Linked DNA regions of Sus scrofa: region 2 is linked to region 1. Evidence: chromatin contacts called from public HiChIP or PLAC-seq data. All regions are on one chromosome and are shown on one strand. Each heading gives the region's core, a stretch centred on a gene start, on an enhancer-like site or on the middle of the called end of the contact. The rest is flanking DNA. Distances are from core to core; before and after follow the strand shown. Region 1 holds the start of IGF2BP2 (insulin-like growth factor 2 mRNA-binding protein 2). Region 2 holds the start of TRA2B (transformer 2 beta homolog).

Evidence for each region. HiChIP or PLAC-seq counts read pairs in DNA pulled down with a chosen protein or histone mark.
Region 2: an H3K27ac HiChIP or PLAC-seq map of skeletal muscle shows a contact between it and region 1. The contact joins the promoter of TRA2B here to the promoter of IGF2BP2 in region 1. A contact is called at or near these places in 2 of 5 promoter capture datasets (fetal liver and fetal skeletal muscle), 6 of 47 Hi-C or Micro-C datasets (adipocytes, embryonic fibroblasts, epiblast stem cells and 3 more) and 1 of 2 datasets of contacts at active chromatin or transcription factors (skeletal muscle).

What each region holds. Positions count from the first base shown.
Region 1 is chr13:123,647,211-123,651,904 of Sscrofa11.1, forward strand. IGF2BP2 (insulin-like growth factor 2 mRNA-binding protein 2) reads right to left here and starts at 2,840. Exons shown (of 15, transcript XM_021069998.1): 1 at 2,565-2,840; 2 at 939-999. The coding sequence starts at 2,742.
Region 2 is chr13:123,779,081-123,783,398 of Sscrofa11.1, forward strand. It overlaps TRA2B (transformer 2 beta homolog), which reads right to left and starts at 1,671. Exons shown (of 9, transcript NM_001077221.1): 1 at 1,636-1,671. The coding sequence starts at 1,671.

The DNA.
Region 1 (4,694 bases), core at 1,590-4,089:
CCAAATTGTAAAGGTGGTAAGTCAAAGTCTTCACTTCAGAGTCTCCAATTCAGCTACTTAATGACTAATGGTGAAGAAATGTATGTGAATCGGATATAAACTAAGTTACGACACATAGGAGAAAAAAAAAAAAATCTAGAGTGAGTAATAAAGGGCCCAAATTTAAAGTCCACAATAAGCTTTAAAACAAAGATGTTCTCCCTCATTCTCTCCTCATAGACATTCTCATGTAAGCAAATCACTGGGGAAATCCAACCTCCACAAAACTTTTTACTCCTTCATTAACAACAGTGCACTTAAATATAATTATAGATTTCACAGTGATATTTGTTTAGGCTCAAACCTAACTTAAAAGCAACAACAACAACAACACGCTCAGAAGCAATATTCAGTAGTCTCAGTGACTAAAAAGAGCTGGCTTTTAACTGCCATCCAATCCAAACAACCTACTAGTTTAAAGTGCTATGCAAAGTATCGACCCCTTACTGAATTATTTTATTATTCAACATTATGCTATCTAAAAGAGAAAACTAATTAATCGCAAAGTTTAGTTAAGCAATTTAGCTGACACAGTAAATATTTACTCTTAACATCTCACAGGAAGTCTTGACAAGCATTTGTTGCCATTGTGCTGGGGGTAGGGGCGGGAGGGGGGGTGGGAGGCAAGTTTTCATAAACAAGTCAAACGGTCCCAGCGAATTTAACACAGCTAGTGTTAGCCATCCCCCACCCCCCAATAAGGCACCAGATATTTTCCAAGTACAGTAAACACCTTATATAATGAAAGTAAAAATGTAACTTTCTAAACTATTTTATCTCCACTAACAAAACAAACAAAAGCCTTTTTTAAAACTATAAAAGCATATTTTGAAAAACTGAGTGTATTTTTATTTTATACGGAAGACTAATCACAAAATAACTAAGCAAAATATATTTACCTGAGCTTTTTAGAGACTGAGTAATCAACTTCCATGATTTTCCCATGCAATTCCACTTTACCTTTAAAACAGAAATTAAAGCACTCAGAACCTTCCTGCGATCAAACCCGCGGGGGTCTAGGAGGAGCACGCACAGAACTCCATGCTCCGGCTCCGCCTTCGGGCGCCCTCAAGGGGTCTCCTACCCGGCTCGAGCTGGGCAAACTTGGTTCCCAGTGGGAAGAAAGGTGGGCGCCCTGTGTCTTGGGACGAGGTGGGAAGGGTGCGAGCCCGGCTCTCGACCCCAGGTAGAGCTGTGGGTGGCATTACCGGAAAAACAAATTTAATAAAGAGCGGCGCCAATTTAAAAGGATGAGCTCATTTGAAACTCAAGCTGCAGGGCTGGCGCGGCCCCACTCCTCTCCTGGCCCCCACCTCTCCATTCCGCTAACCCGGGCCCCGAAGGCTCCGCTGTGCTCCCCTCCCAGCCCTCTCCTCCCGGTGGCCCGGGAGAGACGCGCCGAAGCCCCCCGAGGTCCGCTTCCGCGAGAGCCGGGTCCCAGCCGGCTTCTGGTCACCTTGGCCTTGCCGCCGCCCCGCCCCCACTCGGCGCGCCGGTGGGGAAGGGGCTCCGGCCCGGCTGGGGTTCCGGGGGCGCAGGCTCGTGGCCTGGGGGCGAGCGCGGCTCCGAGCGGTGCGTGTGCGAGAGGGAGAGTTGGTGAGTGCGCGCGCGCGCGAGTGTGTGTGTGTCGCTCTCCGTCTCCCGTCTGGGCTCCAGCGCTCTCGCGGGCCCCCCGGTCGCCTCTTTCTCGGTTCTCAGCCCGGGCCCCCACCGAGTTGAGACAGGGCACCTCGTAAAAAGGTGCTTCTGGCCGAGCGGGAGGCGGGGGGACAGGCGGCGGAAAGCCCCCAGCTCCGAATTCTTCTCAATAAAATCGGACAAAAAATTCAGAGAAAAATAGGAGCGCTTGAGAGACGAGCGAGAGGGGACTGAGGTTCGGGAGAGGACCGAGAGAGATGTGCCGTCGTACAGGGGCTGGGGTTGGGGGAGCCCCGAAACCTAAGAGGGGATCATCTGTGTGGGGCCGAGGGGGTGCCCAAAGTGGGGGACTGCGGGGCGAGCTGGGGAGGGGGCTCGAAAGGAGAGTGCGGTTCAGGGAACGCCAGAGGGCGAGAGGTCCTGGGCACGAGGCACGGGAAGGGGTAAGGTCTGGTCAAGGGACAGGAGATGCAGGAATTGGGGGGGGGGTCCCTCACAAAAGGGGTGACGAGAAGGTCAGGGAAAAAGAGGGGACGGGGGCTCTCTAAGGATGGGGGCGGGGGAACTCTGGAGAGAGCTTGGGGAGCCAGAGGAACGAGGGGTGCCCCCAGAGAGCGAGCGAGCCTCGAGGACCCTCGAGGCAGCACGGGGGTACCCCCAGGACTGAGGCTGGGAGGGCAAAGGGTGAATCCCGAACTAGGGGGGGAGGGGAGCGGGCCGTCCCAGGAGCGGGCCGGCGGTGAGAGTTGAAGGTCTGGTGCGTGGAAGTGAACGTGCCGGCGCTGGAGCCCCCGCCGGGCGCCGCCCGCAGGGCTCGGCCTCCCTCCGGACGCCGTCCTGGCCTGAGCAGGGCGAAGGGGGGGAGGGGGACAGAGCCGACTGCTCACCCGAGAGGGTCTCGATGGCGCGGATGGCCCAGTTCTGGTCGGGGTAGTCCACGAAGGCGTAGCCGGACTTGAGCAAGACCTGTCCCGCCAGGGGCAGCTTCCTGTCCCCGAAGAGCTGCCGGAGGTCGTCGGCGGTGACGGCGGGACTCAGGTTCCCGATGTAAAGCTTGTTCATCATCCGTCTCTTCTCCGAGAGCCCGCGGCTCCCCCGGCCCGGTACCCGGCGCTCCTCGCCTCCTCCGCTGCCCTCGTCTCCCCTCCTCCTCCTCCGCCCCCCTCCCCGCCCTCCGCCCGCCCGCCACCCACCCCCACCCTCACCCTCAGCCTGGCTCCCCCACCGCGGCCGGCCCGGCCCGCCCGGGGGCAGAGGCGGAGGCGGGGACTCGGCGCGGCTGCCTCCTCGGGGCAGAGTCCCGGGCCGGGCGGCGGCGCGCGGACAAAGCGCTCTCTCTGCCTCCCTCTCTCTCCCTCTCAAGGCGGTGGCGGGAGGAGGAGCAGCGGCGGGCGGCGGCAGCGCACCCCGCGTGTGTCTGTGTGAGAGTTTGTACGGGCGTGTGCGCAGCCGAGAGTGAGCGAGCGAGCGCCCCCTCCCCGCCCCGCGCCGCTGCGCCCCTCGCCTCGCGCCCCCCGCGCTCCTAGCGCTCCGCGCGGCTACCCAGGCTTCAGCCCCGCGCCGGGCAGGCGGAAGCGGGTCGCGGCCCGGGGCTGGGGCTCCCGGGCGCCAGAACCTCGGGCGGGCGCGGCGCGGAGGCCGGGAGAGCGGCGGGGCGGGGAAGGCGCGCCCCGGGCGCGGGTGGGAGTGCGTGAGGGGGAGCGGCTGGGAGCCGCAGGCGTGGGAGGGCGAGGGGCTGTGCGAGAGCGTGGAAAGGGGTGTGCGCAAGGTGGACCGGATGTGAGGGCGCGGCTGCCGGGCCGGCGGGAAGGTGTGTCTCAGAGGTGAGAAGCGAGGGCAGGCGGGGAGACCACAACTTTCGCGACGAGTTGGCCGAGTCCTGCGCCCTGCGCGTTCCCGGGCGGAGCGCTTGCTCGGAGACCCGCTCCCCGCCCCGCTCTTCGGGGCGACCCGGCGGCGCGTGTGGTCGAGGGAGCGCGGACGAGAGTTGGGAGGTTTGGGGCCCGGGACTGGCCGGGCCCTCACGGACCTTGCACCCCGGGGAAATTGTTCCGGTCCTGGGCCTCAGTTTCCCAGCCCGCGAGGGGAGACAGAAGGCCGGAGTGGGGCCACGTCCCCTCCGCCCGCATCCCGTGCGTCCGGAATCCCGCGGCCGGCGGCAGCCTGACGTTGGCAGCTGCTCTCTATTCTGGGAAGTGCCGAGGGCTTCCCGAGCCGCCGCTGCGAAGCCAGGTGGCGGGGAGGGAGCAGGGGCTGCAGCCGAAGGACCGACTCTCTCTGTTAGGCTGCGAGGCCGGGTTCAGTCCCCCCAGCCGGGGTGGTGGGAAGCAAGGGTGGCTGGAAGCGGAGGAGCTTCGGCGGTGTAGGAGTTCCCCGAGCATTGGGAAGGGCCCGGAGAGGAAAGAGGTCCTTCCAAGCGGAGGAAACAACGTGACCGACGGAAGAGGCAGGGTTGGGATGAGAGCAGCCCGAGCCGAGGGGCTAGGGTAGGAGCCAGACAGGCTAGAGGCCGGTTGCGAGTTCCGGGGCCCGGGTGGAAGTCTGATGGTTAGAGCCTGGTCCTAGCCAGGAAATGAAATTCTACAGGAAAGAAAAAAAAATTGGTAGGATTCATAGGGGAAAGGACAGAAGATGATTCCAAGATCTGGACTTCTGGGGGCCTTAGACGAAATGATGCTTTGACCGGAGAAATGTGGATTTTTATTTTTATTTCAATTTTTTTTTCTTTCTTTTTTTTTTTTTTTTTTTTTTTTTTTTTTTTTTTTTGAGGGCGCTGGGGGCCTCTGGGTGATGTAGCCACACTGTAGGATTGGAACAGGTTCTAGTCTGGCGAGGTCGTGAAGTACTGTCTTTCTCAAGCTCTCCCTTTGACTAGGTGGGTCGAAGGAGCATAGCTTCTTAAAAAAAAATTGACGTTCCCAGACCCCTTCCTTTGGGGAAGACAGACCCTGTGAGCCTGGATTTTGTATTTTCCCTTAACTACGCCCAGGTGATTCTTGTTTAGAAAACTGGCCAGT
Region 2 (4,318 bases), core at 421-2,920, 130 kb after region 1:
AGGTTTATTCACCTGAGAGCTCCTCTAATCAGTCATTAGAGGCTAGTCATTTTGTATTCTCAAAACAAAAATACCCATTGTTTTAATAGCTAAAGACTAAAAAAGCATTTCCTTTTCAGTCCAGACGCCTAATTTCGATAGTATTCCCAACTGGCAGAAACCATAAGCCACAGCTTCAACAACTTGTGAACTGGATCCAAGCTTTCTCTCTACAAAAAAGCTTAAATAATCAGACAAACACTGATGACAGTGAAAAATCAAACGTCTTAGGGAAAAATATATAAAGCCAAAATTCATCTGCATAGCTAAAGATGGGGCCTGATTAGTTCAAGCCAAATTAATCAGATTTGAATCCAGAAGTTACACGGTAAATCCACTAAGATTCTAAGAGCTAAAATAAGTTTTTTTTTTCCCCAACAATACCCTTCTAATGAACCACCTAAAATCTTTCTCATTCCTTTGTGGAAGATTTTTGAATAGATTTACCAGATATTTGAATAGATTTTACCGGAAAATTACGTAACATCTAACCTAATCCCATCAAGGTTTAAAAAAAAAAAAAAAAAAAAAATCAAGTTCTATGGTGTTCATTACCCTTCCAACAAATCTCAAGCTCCAAGTAGGCAAGATTCTGCCAAGTCTTACATCTTTACACATTTGTACTCAAGGACCCAAAACCAAGCTTTACATCATGCTTTTTAAGCCCAGGAACTGTCTTATTTCTGCACTTGATCCAACCCTCACGGAACTCTACATTTTTAAGTGAAAACTTAAAAGCGCACCAAAACAAGCTGTAGTTCACATAACAAGAATGCCTCAAAACAAAGGAAACAACGGCGCCATAAATTGTTACCCGCCAATTTCTCCACCATCCCGTGGGGGGGGGGGGACCTCTATAAAACAAGAAAATATCAGCGACCTTGTGGTCTACTTGGACACCGCAACGATCTAGGGTTTGAGACCCTCTTCGACATCAAAGAAAAACACTGCATTTAGGCCGAACACAAAGCCCGCGCGTAATCTCCTCAAACTAACGGGCCCAGGACTTCTCCTAGTTCCCCCACCTGAAAAGAGGCCCCAAGAACACTCTAGAATTTCATACATTCGGGGCTCAGAATTCGACCTTGTCTTACCCTAACGAGCGAAAGACCCCACAGAACGTCGCTTCTTTCCCTCCCGAAGCCCCCGCGACCCTGTGAGGTGTGGGCCCCTCCGCCGGTCGGGCCCGCGTTGACGCGCGGCTCCTCCGCCATTTTGTGCTTCTGGCAGCGCGCCCGGCCCGCCAGCCCAAGATGGCTGCGGCGAGGCTTCGCAGGAGACCAACGGCGAAACGAGATACTGCTCCCCTCCCCCACCACCGAGGGGACGCAGCGGCCATTTTTAATCCCCCCCACCACCACCTCATAACGGAAAAAACCGCCGTTTCGGGTACCAAGCCACCTAAACATGCCGGCAGTCTCCCTCACGGTTAAGACACTACCTAGGAGGGCTTTTCAAACCCTGACTCCCCTCTCTCCTGGTCTCAGTTTTCGGAACCGAAATCGCTCCCCCATCACCCGGCCCGAGGCCGACGGGCCTGGAAAAGATGCAAGAAGCTGGGACCACGCAGCCGCCCCCTTCACCACTGCTACGTACCCGCTCGCCGTAGTTCTGCTCGCCGCTGTCGCTCATGACTCCTGGCTGCTGTCGTCGCTCGACGTGCTTCAAGCGAAGCTGCCACCCTCTCGCGCCTTCTATCTAGAGGCTCCGCCGCAGCCTCACACCACGCAGTGGTTCCCCAGCCGCTGAGGACCGAAACGCTCCGCACCGCCTCCGCACGGGCTCTAAGTCTTCCGGACGTGACGCGGCGCTCTTTAACCCGGCCCCACCCCCTCCCAGAAGGCGCGCTTTCTTGGCCCCGCCCCTCTGCGCTCGACTTTCCCTTTACAGCAGTGGCGCGTCCCGAACCGGACGTGACGTAACCCCGCCCCTCAAACCGCGCTAACTCCCAACTCGGGGTTTCTTAGAGGCGGGAAAGTGAGAGCGCGAGTTGTCCTCAGTGGTGGTCTCCAAGGGCCGTAGTGACGTCATCGGACACGCCTGACTCCCTTCTGGAACTTTCCAGCCGTCGTGGAGGGTGGGGAAGGGAGGAGATGCCCAACATTTCGCCCGTCTTTATTTCCTTTCTTTCACTTTATTCCTCATTTTTGTGTTTTCCTGTGATTGGAGAGGGCGGATAGCCCTATGGTAGGTTCCATGCTTTGCTTTGCTCTTATATATATAACTTCAGTTGTGGGTCTTTCCTGCCTGAAAAACCTTCATTTGAGCATCTGTTAAGTAGCAAGTACTCTACCAGATCTTGATGCACTGAAACCAGGCACAGTCTCTAACCTAAAGGGGTTAGTGGTGTAATTAGGGAGAACTGTTAAACACAGATTTGCAAACTATGATTTCAAACATTAGAGAAATGTATAACTATAGTGGTGTCACAAGGAGTTTAATTATGCCAAATCTCAACAGCATGATATAGTGGGAAGAGTCCAAACTTGGACGTTCAGCCATCCCTCTGTCCCTGTTGTCCTCCTTAAAAAAGTGTGGTACTTGGCTGGTGAGGTACTTCGATATCTGTAAAGGGCCACTTGATTTTTAAAAACAGTTCTCTTGAGATATAATTCACATACCATGCAATACTCCCATTTAAAGTATACAAATTGGAGTTCTTCTGTGGGGCAGTGGGTTAAAGATCTGGTGGGGTCACTGCAGTAGCTTGGGTAGCTGCTGTGGTGAGTGTTCAATCCCTGGCCAGGGAAGTTCTGCATGCCACAGGCACAGCCAAAAAAATAAAATGTACAATTCAAGCGGTTTTTATATTTATAGAATTGCAACCATCACAATTTTATTGTATTTTTTTTAAGGGCCACACCCGCAGCATATGGAAGTTCCCAGGCTATGGACAGCCACAGCCAGATCTGAGCTGTGTCTGCAACCTACACCACAACTCGCAGCAATGCAGGATCCTTAACCCACTGAGCAAGGCTGGGGATCAAACTGGCATCCTCATGGATACTAGTTGGGTTCGTTAACCACTGAGCCACAACAGGAACTCCATACCATCACAATATTAAAACATTTCCATCACCCTGCATAAGAATCCTGTCATTAATAGATATTGTTTATCTTCTCCCCAACCTCCTCTCCCCCTCCTCCCCCCACCCATAACCCTCCCAGCTCTAAGGAATGTAAAACTGTACTTTGTCTAAAGTTTTCCCTTTTATGGACATTTCCTATCAATGGAATCATATGTGTAATATGAAGTCCTTTGTAACTGTTTTCTTTAACTTAGGGTAAAGTTTTCAATGTTCATCCATGCAGTAGCATGTATCAGTGCTTCATTCCTTTTCGTATGGCTGATTTCATTCATTTTTGTAGTATTTCATTTCTTTTTGTATTTTATTCCATTGTATAGATGTATCACATTTATCTGTTCATCAGTTGGTAGACTTTTGGGTGGTTTCTGCTTTTTAGCTGTTATGAATAATGATGCTATGAACATTCATGTACAAGTTTTTGTCTGAAGGTTTGTTTCCAACTCTTCTGGGAAAATACCTAGTAATGGAATTGCTGGGTTGTATGGTAACTCTGTGTTTAACTTTTTGAGGAACTGCCATTTAATTATAGCCACCCTAGTGAATGTGAAGTGGTATGCCATTGTGGTTTTGCTTTGCTTATTCCTAATAATGATGTTGAACATCTTTTCATGTGCTTATTGGCCATTTATAGATCTTTAGGGAAATTCTATCCAGATACCTTGCCTATTGTTACTGTTTTTATTACTGAGTTATAAGAATTGGCAATTTGATTCTTACTTGGTTTAAAATAGTCACCTGGAACAGCGTCAGTACTTGAGGCCCAGAGATTTGGTGATGACTCAAGGTGACAACTATCCTCTCTTTTTATATACTCTCCAGCCTCATCTGCTTTCATGGTTTTAGTCAGGGACCTGTATGATTATGGTTTCCAAATCTGTATTTATAGTTTGAACACTCCCCCTCCTCCAGTTCTATGCTTAAATTCTAGTTGCTCACTGGAATGTTTACCTGGATACTTCAGATTTTTATAAAAATTAACTTCCAAAATTAAAATAATCATTTTAAGTATCTGTTATTCCTTTGCCTTCTGAACCATTCTGCTAAAATTTCTTCTCTTTCCCTCATTTAGTTAGTTAACATATCTCATCAATTCTATTCCCTATTTTTTTAATGGCCACACTCTTAGCATATGGAAATTCCTAGGCCAGGGACTGAATCCAAGCCACAGCTGCAACCTATGCATCTACAGC